Linked DNA regions of Canis lupus: region 2 is linked to region 1. The links are chromatin contacts, called in public Hi-C maps. All regions are on one chromosome and are shown on one strand. The core of a region is the stretch at or near the end of the contact, and the rest is flanking DNA. Distances in the headings are between cores, read along the strand shown.

What was found. Hi-C and Micro-C count contacts between places; a contact is called where the count stands out from the background.
Region 2: a Hi-C map of skin fibroblasts shows a contact between it and region 1, with 3 times the contacts expected there. The contact joins two enhancer-like sites. A contact is called at or near these places in 6 of 9 Hi-C or Micro-C datasets (amygdala, blood, liver and 1 more).

Annotation. Positions count from the first base shown.
Region 1 is chr6:33,405,567-33,411,441 of UU_Cfam_GSD_1.0, reverse strand. No RefSeq gene overlaps it. Among named protein-coding and RNA genes, the nearest start is that of C6H16orf72, 37 kb to the left of the region's middle. Within about 2 kb of position 3,376, at least 4 of the 20 cell types and tissues checked have an H3K27ac peak or open chromatin away from gene starts, as enhancers often do. A contact at or near this core is called in blood, where this site is marked.
Region 2 is chr6:33,457,821-33,463,695 of UU_Cfam_GSD_1.0, reverse strand. No RefSeq gene overlaps it. Among named protein-coding and RNA genes, the nearest start is that of C6H16orf72, 15 kb to the right of the region's middle. Within about 2 kb of position 3,550, at least 2 of the 20 cell types and tissues checked have an H3K27ac peak or open chromatin away from gene starts, as enhancers often do. A contact at or near this core is called in blood, where this site is marked.

The DNA of each region.
Region 1 (5,875 bases), core at 2,127-4,626:
ACCCTGCCCCTCCACCTCCACCTCCCTCTGTGTCCCAGGGTGTACCACATGGGGTGCTGGCCTTGCTCTGGGCCTGGCCTGCCTAGGTTCCTGCTGTGGCTGCAGTTCTTCCCTTAGCCTTTGGCAGAAGGTAAACTGCGGCTACGGACGATGCAGGCTCCACGATGCAGGCTCCGGCCTCTCTGTGTGCTGCCAGCTGGGGACCAGACACAGGAACGGACCCTGCCAATCCTGCAGGAATTGGTGTGATGGGCACAGGAGAGGGGCCAGGCCACCCTCCTACCCCCATTTTTCAACGGTTTTTGGGTGCTTTATGTGCAAATCCCATCATCCCATCGTAAGCTTGCCAACCCCCGAGTCCTGCATGGAAGGACCTGTTTTGCCATTGGAGAAGCTATGCCTCAGAGAGGTTGAGGGACTTGTTGGGGAGGTGCCCACCTCAAACATTTGTTTTTCTAAAAAGTCTTGACTCTCTTCTCCCGTGTGACTTTCCTTACCTGAAAAAGGGCACAATCCGATTTCCTTTGAACAGGAGACCCAGTGGGCAGTGTGACGTTGGCATCATTTTACATGCTTTACTTTTTTTTATTCACTCCAGTGAAATGATGATGTTTTGTGGTCTCAGCATAAGGAGAGAAAAATCGTTTCTTTTTCCATGCAGCCATACTTTTTCTTTATTATAAGAAAGGAATTCTGGGGCAGCCCGGGTGGCTCAGCGGTTTAGCTCTGCTTTCAGTCCAGGGTGTGATCCTGGAGACCCGGGATCGAGTCCCACGTCGGGCTTCCTGTGTGGAGCCTGCTTCTCCCTCTGCCTGTGTCTCTGCCTCTCTTTCTCTCTCTCTGTGTCTCTAATGAATAAATGAAATCTTAAAACACAAAAGAATGGAATTCTTGGGGCGCCTGGGTTGCTCAGCTGGTTGGGCATCCGCCTTCAGCTCAGGTCCTGATCTCAGGGTCCTGCAATCCAGCCCTGCTTGGGGCTCCTTGCTCAGTGGGGAGCCTGCTTCTCCTCTCCCTACCACTCTCCCTGCTTGTGCTCGCTCTCTTTCTTTCAAATAAATGAAATCATATATATATATATATAATGGAATTTTTTATTAAAATTGGTGGTTTAGAATATTAGAAGCACACTATTTAAGGAAGTAGAACACCTCCAAAGGCCTTTAAAAAAGTAACACTGATACACAGTCTCCAGACGTAGCCTGCCTGATGTGAACCCCGGCTCAACCAGGGACGAGCTGTGTGACCTTGAGCAAACCCACTTAACCTGTCTGTGCCTCCGTGTCCTCACCTATAAGACGTGGACAATGGTAGTTTCTGTTTCGAGTTATTAGGAGGCTTAGGTGAGTTTAGTGAGTCATAAACTCCTTAGGATGGCATTTGCCATAGTTAACACAGAGCTTGACATGAAGCAGAGCTAGTGGCCTCTGTCTCCCAAGCCCCAATCCTGGTTCTTTTGCAGAGGCAACCTCATATTGTTAGCTGTCCTTCTACCCCAGGAGTCCACAGACTATAGCCTGAGGGCCAAATCCAGCCCACTGCCTGTTTTTGTAGTTTTATTTAGACTTGTGTGTTTTGCATTACTGTCCAGGGCTGCTTTGGCGCTATGAGGGCATTTGTGACAGGCTCCTTATGGTTCGCTGAGTCCCGAAGGTATGGACTGTCTGGTCCTTTATAGAAAGCTTTTGCTGCCTTCTGCTCCCGGAGCATGTCCTGTGATTTTTAAAAAAATTATTAATATTTTATTTGAGTGAGAGTAGGAATGGGGGGGTTCTCAAGAGGGGGGCAGGAGGAGAGGGAGAAGCAGACCCTCCACTGAGCAGGGAGCCCAATGCAGGGCTGGATCCCAGGACCCTGGGACCAGAACCCAAACCCAAGGCAGACATTTAACCAACTGAGCCACAGAAGTGGCCCACATGCGCTATGATTGATTGGTTGATTTATTTTTAAAAGATTTTATTCATTCATGAGAGACACAGAGAGGCAAAGAGACACAGGCAGAGGGAGAAGCAGGCTCCATGCGGGGAGCCCAATGCGGGACTCGACCCCAGGACCCCAGGATCACTCCCTGAGCGGAAGGCAGATGCTCAACCACTGAGCCACCCAGGTGCCCCGTGGCCCATATTTTTAAAATAAAAGCTTGGGGGGCGCCCACGTGGCTCATTTGGTTAAGCATCTGATAGGAGCTCAGTGTGATCTCAGGGTCAAGACCGAGCTCAGCGGGCAGTCTTGGCCCTCTGTCCCTCCCCTTGCTTGTGCTCTCTCGCTCACCCTTTCTCAAAATCTTTTTTTTAAAGTTTAAAATAAAAGCTTGATTGTAAGTAAACATCACCGATAGAAATAAAAATTGAAAAAGGAAAAAGGAACTGTGACAAGGATGACAGATTTAATCTCTCTGTGTATATCTCCATGGTTACCTACATACACGTGTGCAATATGCACATATGCAAATAAGGAGTATGCCCAAAAAGGAGAAATGGACCCAAAGACATGCACAGGGAGTTTTCAGAAGCAGAAATACAAGTGACCAGTCAATATTATGAATCAAAAGTTCAACTTTAAAAAAAAAAAGTTCGACCTTACTTTGTGAAATTCAGATTTGAAAAGGAGCCTCTGTGTTCTGACTTCGCTTTTGAAAAGAAAAGTTGCTACTACCTCGCCCCGGGAAGCCTGACATGATGGGGCCTGGCACACGCTGTTCCTGATGGGCACCTGGCTGTCACGCTGAAAAGGAGGTTGGTCTATAGGAGGATCTTTAAAATCATTCCTAGTCTCCTGTCCTCTAAGCTCCATTTCTAAGTATTAATCCCAACAGGGGGGAAAACCAACTGTAAAAGGCGTTTCTTAAGCAACAATACAAAGTGCAGTATTTGGATTAACAAGACCCCATAAACCTAACGATTGGGAACTGAGCAAACATACCGGCTTCACCAGGCTGCTATTTATAAATATATGGAGCGTGCTCTGACGGTTATTTCAAGAAACGGGGGAATGCTCTTCATACAGTAAATGTGTACAGCATGGTCTTAATTGGACTAGAACGGCGCCAGGCAGCAAGTTTTCAATACACGTCAGCTACTCTTCATTATGAAGGATTTCAAACCTTCTAGTGACCCTTCATTCATTCATTCATTCGTTCATTCATGTAATTCATTGGCCGGGTGACGTGCATCTGAGCGTCTCCCCGGGTCGGTGAGCCGGGAAGGGCTGTGAGGCGTGTCCCTGGCTTCCCTCCTCCCCAACTCGCCGGCTCCCTGGGACTTCCACTGGCTCTGTTTCTGGCTGGGCACTGCCATCTAGAGGCCCCGGGCCCACAGGACAGCTGCCCCTTGCAGGTCCCTTGCAGCCCCTCACACCGACTCTGGGCGCAGCTGCCCAGACCCTCTCTCACTGCACACGCGCTGCCTGGGAGAGCTGCTTGTTTTCTGGAAGCCTCGGAGGACCGTCACCGCGAGGAAGACCCCCTCCAGTTCCCTTGTGGCAAGATCTTTGTATGGATCAAGGAAGCCTTGGGGGCATGTTTCTTAAAATGTGGTCCTTGAACCCTCATTAGTGTCGGTAGGTGGGGACCCTGATAGTAAAGACCCAGGGCCCATCCCATTGCCCCTGAATCAGACCTCCTTGGGGCAGGGGAGGCAGGGATACTGAATGTTTAGAATTCTACCTCCCCCCCTCCACCCCAAGTGATTCTGATACAGGCTGAAGTTGAAGAGCCATCCACCCAGACCAGTGATACTTTATAACGAAATGGGGCTGGGGCTGGGGCTTGGTGCTGAGCCTTTGACTTTCTCCTTTGAAACATACACATAGGGATGCCTGGGTGGTTGCGCATCTGCCTCTGGCTCAGGTCCTGATCCTGGATCGAGTACGTTGGGCTCCCCGTGGGGAGCCTGCCTCTCCCTCTGCCTGTGTCTCTGCTTCTCATGAATAAATAAAATCTTAAAAAGAAACACATAGATAAATTGTTTAAGAGGTTCCTTGACTATTTTTTTAAAGATTTATTTATTCAGAGAGAGCGGCAGAGACACAGGCAGAGGGAGAAGCAGGCTCCACACAGGGAGCCCGACTTGGGACTCGATCCCAGGTTTCCAGGATCACACCCCGGGCTTCAGGTGGTGCTAAACCGCTGCGCCACCGGGGCTGCCCCTTCCTTGACTATTTTAAGGTTTCTTTTTAAATTAAAAATTACCTCCCCCCCTTTTTTAGTGATCTCTACACCCAGTGTAGGGCTTGAGCTCACAACCCCAAGATCAAGAGTCACATGCTTCTCTGACAGAGCTAGCCAAGCACACCTCCCCTAAGACTTTTTTTTTTAAAGAGTATTTTTAGGTTTACAGCAAAATCGAGAGGAGGTACAGAGATTTCTCATACACACCCTACCCCACCCCTGATGCTCAGCCTCCCGCACTATCCACCCCACCAGAGTGGGACGTGTGTTACGGTCGATGAACCTACACTGACTGCATCATCACCCAAACTTACAGTTTGCATACGTGTTCACCTAGGTGGTGGACCTTCCATGGGTTTGGCCACGTGTATAATGACGTGTATCCGTCATTATGGCATCATACAGACTCATTTCACCGTCCTGAATATCTCCACGGGCTTCACCTATTCATCAGCCTCTGGCGACCACAGTGATCCTTTTACTGTCTCCAAACTTTGCCTTTTCCAGAGTGTCCTGTAGTTGGAGACACACAGTATGTAGCCTTTGCAGCCTGGCTTGTTTCACTTGGTGATGTGCATTGAACTTTCCTCCTTGTCTTTTCATGGCTTGAAAGTTCCTTTCTTAGTGATGAATAACATCCCATTGCCTGGATGTACCACAGTTTGTGAATAAAGCTGCTGCAAACAGCCACGTGCAGGATTTTGTGTGGACATAAGCATTCAGCTCCTCTGGGTAAATACCAAGGGATGCAATTGCTGGATCACGTGGTAGGAGTATGGTTAGTGGTGTAGGAAACTGCCAGATTCTCTTCCAAAGTCGCTGTTCGATTTTTTGTTCCTGTGAATGAACAAGGGTGCCAGCTGTTCCACGTCCTTGCCAGTATTTCATGTTTTTGGTGTTCAGATTTTGGCCATTCTAACAGGTATGTGCTGGTATCTCACTATTGTTATAATTTGACATGCCTGATGATATGTGATGAGGAGCATCTTTTCTTTTATAAAGATTTTATGGGGGATCCCTGGGTGGCCCAGCGGTTTAGCACCTGCCTTCGGCCCGGGGCGAGGTCCTGGAGTCCCGGGATCGAGTCCCACATTAGGCAGAGACACAGGCAGAGGGAGAAGCAGGCTCCCTGTGGGAGCCCGATGTGGGACTCGACCCAGGGAATCCGGGATCATGACCTGAGCTGAAGGCAGATGCTCAACAGCTGAGCCCCCCAGGCACCCCAGGAGCATCTTTTCATATGCTTATTTTCCATCTGTATATCTTCTTTGGTGAAGTGTCTGTTAAGTTCTTTGGCCCTTTTTAAAATCAGGTTGTTTCTTTACTCTTGAATATTTTCTTTTCTTTTTCTTTTTCTTTTTAAATAAAATAGATTTTATTTTTAAGTAATCTCCACACCCAGCGTGGGACTGGAACTCATAATCCTGAGATCAAAAGTCGTAGTCTCCACGGAATCAGCCAGCTGAGTGCTCCCTTATTGTTGAGTTTTAAGAGCTCTTTGTCTCTTTTGGATAACAGTCCTTTATCAGATATGTCCTTTGCAATATTTTCTCTCAGTGTGTGGCTTGTCTTTTAATTCTCTCTCTCTCTTTTTTAAAAAAAGATTTTATTTATTTATTCATGAGAGACACACAGAGAGAGGCAGAGACACAGGCAGAGGGAGAAGCAGGCCCCATTCCGGGAGCCGGATATGGGACTCTATCCCGG
Region 2 (5,875 bases), core at 2,301-4,800, 52 kb before region 1:
CATGTATTGTTTATTGTGGCAGAAACTTTATTCCAAGATTCCTTCGGGGATTTGCTTTTGAATCCAAAGTCTTGCTACTCAAAACCAGTTCAGAGCCATTGGGGGAAAAAAAAACAGCCTCTTTTGCGAATCTTGCAAATCAAAAGCCTTGGCTTTCAAGATTATTATCTCTGCCATGAATTTCAAAAGCCTGTTTAGGAACTGGTGAAAGCCAAGAATTTGGCTCCTTGGCGCTTTCTTTTTTTGAATTGGTTTGGGTCAAGCCTCTCCAAGGGGTGTGTATCCAGAATGATCCAGGCCTCAACCTCAATGCTGGGTTTTGTGGAGAGAGGGGTCACAGGATTTCTTTTAAAAAGAGAACAAACATAGCATTGCTGCATGTGCAGAAAAATGCTCCTCGTTGCTATTTTTGTTGTTGTTAGAGTAATTTTAGTGAATTTAAATGATTTCTCAGAATGCTCACAGATGTGATGTCCATTCCCTCATTTTCCCTTATGATTTTAAGCTCTTCAACTACAATTTCTCCTCATTTAAACTTTCATGAAAAACCAAACTCTCAACTCTGGAGCAGTTACCTTCTGTTGAGTTAAGGCACCATCCTAGGTATTTCTGGAGAGTGGCTTCCCAGGGCTGTACCAGGACGCACTTGCAAACCAGCGGCCTGGCTATCACCTAAAGCCCCGTGTCATTTGAAAGCCTGATGCTTAGGGCGCCTGGGTGGCTCCGTGGTTGAGCATCTACCTTTGGCTCAGGTCATGATCCTAGGATCCCAGGATAGAGTCCTGCATTGGGCTCCCCACAGGGAGCCTGCATTTCCCTCTGTATCTCTGCCTCTCTCTGTACCTCTCTCTAGTAAGTAAATAAGATCTTTAAAAAGGAAAGAAAAGAAAAGTCTGATGCTCCTGCTTTGCCTCACATCATCTGACCTCCTGTCATAAGAGCTGGCATTAATGTTGAAGTTTATCATCTGTTTAAAAAAAAAGAAAAGTAAGATTTTTCTTTCCAGGCAAATCCACTGAAATTCCCCAATGTTTTCCAACACCAAAAGTCTCCCAGAATCAGGACTTAAACAGGATAATTCAGGTTCCGACACGATACATAGTGTCGGGGAAGGAAGGATGGTTAGTGGTGAAAGCCACTTACTGAGAATAGAATCCCTGGTGTTTATCCTCAGCTCAGCCAACAGCTTCCCTGGTGACCCCACATGTCACAGCGGGGCTCTCTTTCCAAACGGGCAGTTTTCCTGATGACAAAATCGGAATAGCCTGATGTCCTTATAGCTAGAGTCAAAAATCCTTGAATTTTTTTTTTAGGTGGCCCAAATTATCATGATTGGGTGTGATTTTTTTTTTTAACAAACTTTTAGAAGAGTTTATTATTTTGGTTTTTTTTAAGACTTTATTTTTTATTTATTCATGAGAGACACGGAGAGAGAGGCAGAGACACAGGCAGAGGGAGAAGCAGGCTCCCTGCGGGGAGCCCGATGTGGGACTCGATCCCAGGACCCTGGAATCAGGACCTGAGCCAAAGGCAGATGCTCAACCACTGAGCCACCCAGGTGCCCCAGAATAGTTTTCTTAAAAAAAAGATTTTATTTATTTATTTATTTATTTATTTATTTATTTATTTATTAGAGAGTGACAGAGCATGAGCAGGAGGCAGGACAGAGGAAGAAGCAGACTCCATGCCGTGAGGCTCAATCTGGGACCCCAGGATCATGACCTGAGCTGAAGGCAGACGTTTAACTGACTGAGTCACCCGGGCGCCCCTATTATTATGATTTCTCACTGTTTCTGTGAGCTTCAGTCCTCTGGTAGATGCAATGTCTGTCAGGTTTCTCCACTCTAAAGTGTCTGATTTGAATAGACAGTTGCATCAATTGCCTCTTCCCTTTGGCCACGTGGTTATAAATGTAATGCTAGTTTTTGTGACATAGATCTATTCAAAGGAAGGCTAGTTTTAACACACTTGATTTAGATTCACACTTTAAAAATGTGGGGGATGGGGCACCTGGCTGGTTTGGAGGAGCATACCACTCTTAATCTCAGGGTCATGAGTTCGAGCCCCACATTGTAGATTACTTAAAAATAAATAAATACGCCTAAATTTTTTTATTGATTTGTTTTTTTAAGTTTTATTTACTTATTTATTTTTAGTAACCTTTAAACCCAACATGGGGCTTGAACTCATAACCCTGAGATCAAGAGTCACACATTCCACAGACTAAGACAGTCAGGCATCCCTGGGTTCACACTTTAAATAAAGACCTTTTATTTTTTTCAGATAGAAGACATTGAGTTGCGTTAAAAGTATTACACTGAAGCAATTTGCACAGATTTTTATTTATTATTATTTTAAAGATTTTATTTATTCATGAGACACACAGAGAGAGGTAGAGACACAGGCAGAGGGAGAAGCAGGCTTCTTGTGGGAGATTTTACACAGATTTTAAACAAATATTTCATATCCGCTGTTGGTGAGTATATAGAGAAACAGGCATTTCACTCGCTGTCCAGGGTGAGAGTGGAGATGGAGAGGGCATTCAGCAATTCACCTGCAAAGGCTTGAAATATGCCACTCTAACCCTTTGATTCTATGTTTAGAAATTTATATGAAGAAAATAAATATGTATGCAAAGCTTTGGTCAACAGAAAACCCAACCTAGCTCATTGCAATATTATTTGTAGTAACCAAAAACTGGAAATAAGCTCTGTGCCCCAAATAAGAAATTAGCTTGCTTGCTTTCTTTCTTTCTTTCTTTCTTTCTTTCTTTCTTTCTTTCTTTCTTTCTTTCTTTCTTTCTTCTTTCTTTCTTTCTCTCTCTCTCTTTCTTTCTTTCTCTCTTTTCTTTCAAAATTAGCTTTAAAATGATGACACGGGCACCTGCATGGCTCAGTCAGTTAAGCGGCCAGCTCAGGGTTTCAGCTCAGGTCATAATCTCCAGGTCTTAGGATGGAGCCCCGCGTGGGCTCCGTGCTCAGAAGGAGTCTGCTTGAGAGTCTCTCTTCCTCCCTCTGTACTCCTCTCCCTGTGCACTCTCTTTCTCTCAAATAAATAATAAATCTTTAAAAAAATACAAACCTCATTAGGGAGTTATTGGGATCAAATAAGTGAATACCAAGGCCTTGCCATAAATATTAAAACATGTGGAATCGGGCAGCCCCAGTGGCCCAGCGGTTTAGAGCCGCCTTCGGCCTGGGGTGTGATCCTGGAGACCCGGGATCAAGTCCCATGTCGGACTCCCTGCATGGAGCCTGCTTCTCCCTCTGCCTGTGTCTCTGCCCCTCTCTCTCTGTGTCTGTCATGAATAAATAAATAAAATAAAATAAAAATAAAACATGTGGAATCATATGTATGGCAGGGGGACCCTTATGAGAAAGGTTATTATTGACATTAACTTGTTCTTGGCCGCATGGAGATATCCATCCCGGTCCTCTTGTGTGAGAGGGGTCATATGACTAGCTCTGGCCAACAGATTATAATCAGAAGTGATGTGTCACTTCCTATCTGAGGCAGCAAAAAGCCTCTGCAAGAGTCTCCGGGCTTCATCTTCCCCTTTGTGGAGGGCGGGGTCACAAGACAGAAGCCGCCTACATCCCTGAGTCACAGAGCATCAACCTGTGGAGGGGAGCAGCTGTGGATTGTTGCTCGGACCCAGAGTAGGCTGTGCCTGGGCCAGAGACAAACTTTTGTGGGGTTAGCTCATTAGATGTTTTTATTGTTGTTTGGTCATCGACAACAGCATAACTTATCCCATTATAACATAACTGAGTGCTTCCAGACAATAACCCAGACCATGTATTTGGACAATACAGGGCACTGCCGCTCATATCCTTTGTCCCACCACTCATGCTGGCGGATTTTTTTTAAGACTTTTTATTTATTTGACAGAGAGGGAGAGACAGAGAGAGACAGAGAGAGAGAGAGAGAGAGCACAAGCAAGGGGAGTAGCAGAGGGAGAGGGAGAAGCAGACTCTTTGCTGAACAAGAAGCCCAAAGTGGGGCTCGATTCCAGGACCCTAGGATCATGACCTGAGCCAAAGGCAGGCACTAACCGACTGAGCCACCCAGGCACCCCTAATTTTTTTTTAAATGAAATATAACTGGCGTTTGACATATAACAGTGTATTAGATTCAGGTGCATGACATGATAATTGAATATTTGTATGTGTTGTTAAATAATCACCACAGTAAATTTAGTTAACATCCATCACCACATTTTTTTCCCTCATGAATAGAACTTTTAAGATTTACTCTCTCAGGGATCCCTGGGTGGCGCAGCGGTTTGGTGCCTGCCTTTGGCCCCGGGCGCCATCCTGGAGACCCGGGATCAAGTCCCGCATCTGGCTCCCGGTGCATGGAGCCTGCTTCTCCCTCTGCCTGTGTCTCTGCCTCTCTGTGTGACTATTATAAAAAAAAAAAAAAAAGATTTACTCTTTCAGCAACTGTCAAACGTACAATACAGTATTATTAACTATACTCCCCGTGCTATACAAGGGGAGTTGTTGTTTTTTTTTTAAGATATTATTTTTAAGTAATTTCTGCACCCAAAGTGGGGCTCCAATTGCACGACTCTGAGATCAAATGTCGCAAGCTTTACCGACTGAGCCGGCCAGGTCTCCCAAGTGCCTTTTTTTAAAGAAGGAAGGAAAATGTCCTTGTGAGGTGCTCCTGGGTGGCTCAGTAGATTAAGGGTCTGCCTTCGGCTTGGGCCATGATCTCAGGGTCCTAGAATTGAGCCCCACATCGGGCTCTCTGCTCAGGGGGGATCCTGCTTCTCCCTCTCCCTACACCCCCCCGTCCTCGCTTGTGCACTCTTTCAAATAAATAAATAAAATCTTTTTAAAACAAAAAGAAAGAAAGAGAGAAAGAAAGAAAAAGAAAGAAGAAAGAAAGAAAAAAAGAAAGAAAGGATTCTAAAAAAAAAAGAAAAAAAAAAAAGGATTCTGACTTGCCAGGCCATGGTTAACGTTCCCTCATTTGGGTGGAACCAGAGAATTTGCACATTTGCACCTGTTCCTTGTGGTGGGCAGCCTCTGAGGGGGTCCCCCAAAGATCCATGCCCTTGTGTAATCGCTTTCCTATGGTGTGGGTTGGATCCACTGACTTGCCTCCAATGAATAGAATACAGCAGAAGTGATGGATGTCACCTCCAAGAGTAGGTTATGAAAAACTGTCACTTCTGTCTTGGGCACTGTCTTTCTCTCTCTCTCTTCCTCTGCTGAAAGAAACCAGCTGCCAGGTCCAGAGCCGCTCCGAGGAGACTTAATTAACATGACTATCACCCAAACTGTTTCCTTTCCCAAAGGGGATTACAATAGAATCCCCTTGTAATCCCTCCTTCTGGTCCTTCTCTGGCTTTCCCCTCACCCCCGAGCAACCTTTGGTCTGTTTTCTGTGACTATAGATAAGTTTGCATTTTCTGTAAAGGGCATGAATCATAAAGCACAGACTCTTTTTTTATCTGGCTTCTTCCACTCAGCATAATTATTTTGAGACTCATCCATGTTGTGCCGTGTACTGAGGGCTCATCCCTTCTCATTGCTTCACAGCAGCCCGCTCTATGGCTGGACTTTTTATGGTCTGTTTATCCTTCCACCTGTTGAGGGACACTTGGGTTGCTCCTAGTTTTTGCCTGTTGCAAACGGGGGGGGGGATATGAACTTGTATGTATAGCGTGGACATAGGCTTTTTTTTTTTTTAAGATTTATTGATTTATTTATTTGACAGAGAGTGAGAGAGCACAAGCGAGGGAGCAGCGGAGGGAGAGAGAGAAGCAGGCTTCTCACTGAGCAGGAAGCACTGATGATGCTGGGCTCCATCCCAGGACCCACCCCCCAATCAGAACCTGAACCTAAGGCAAATGCTTAACTGA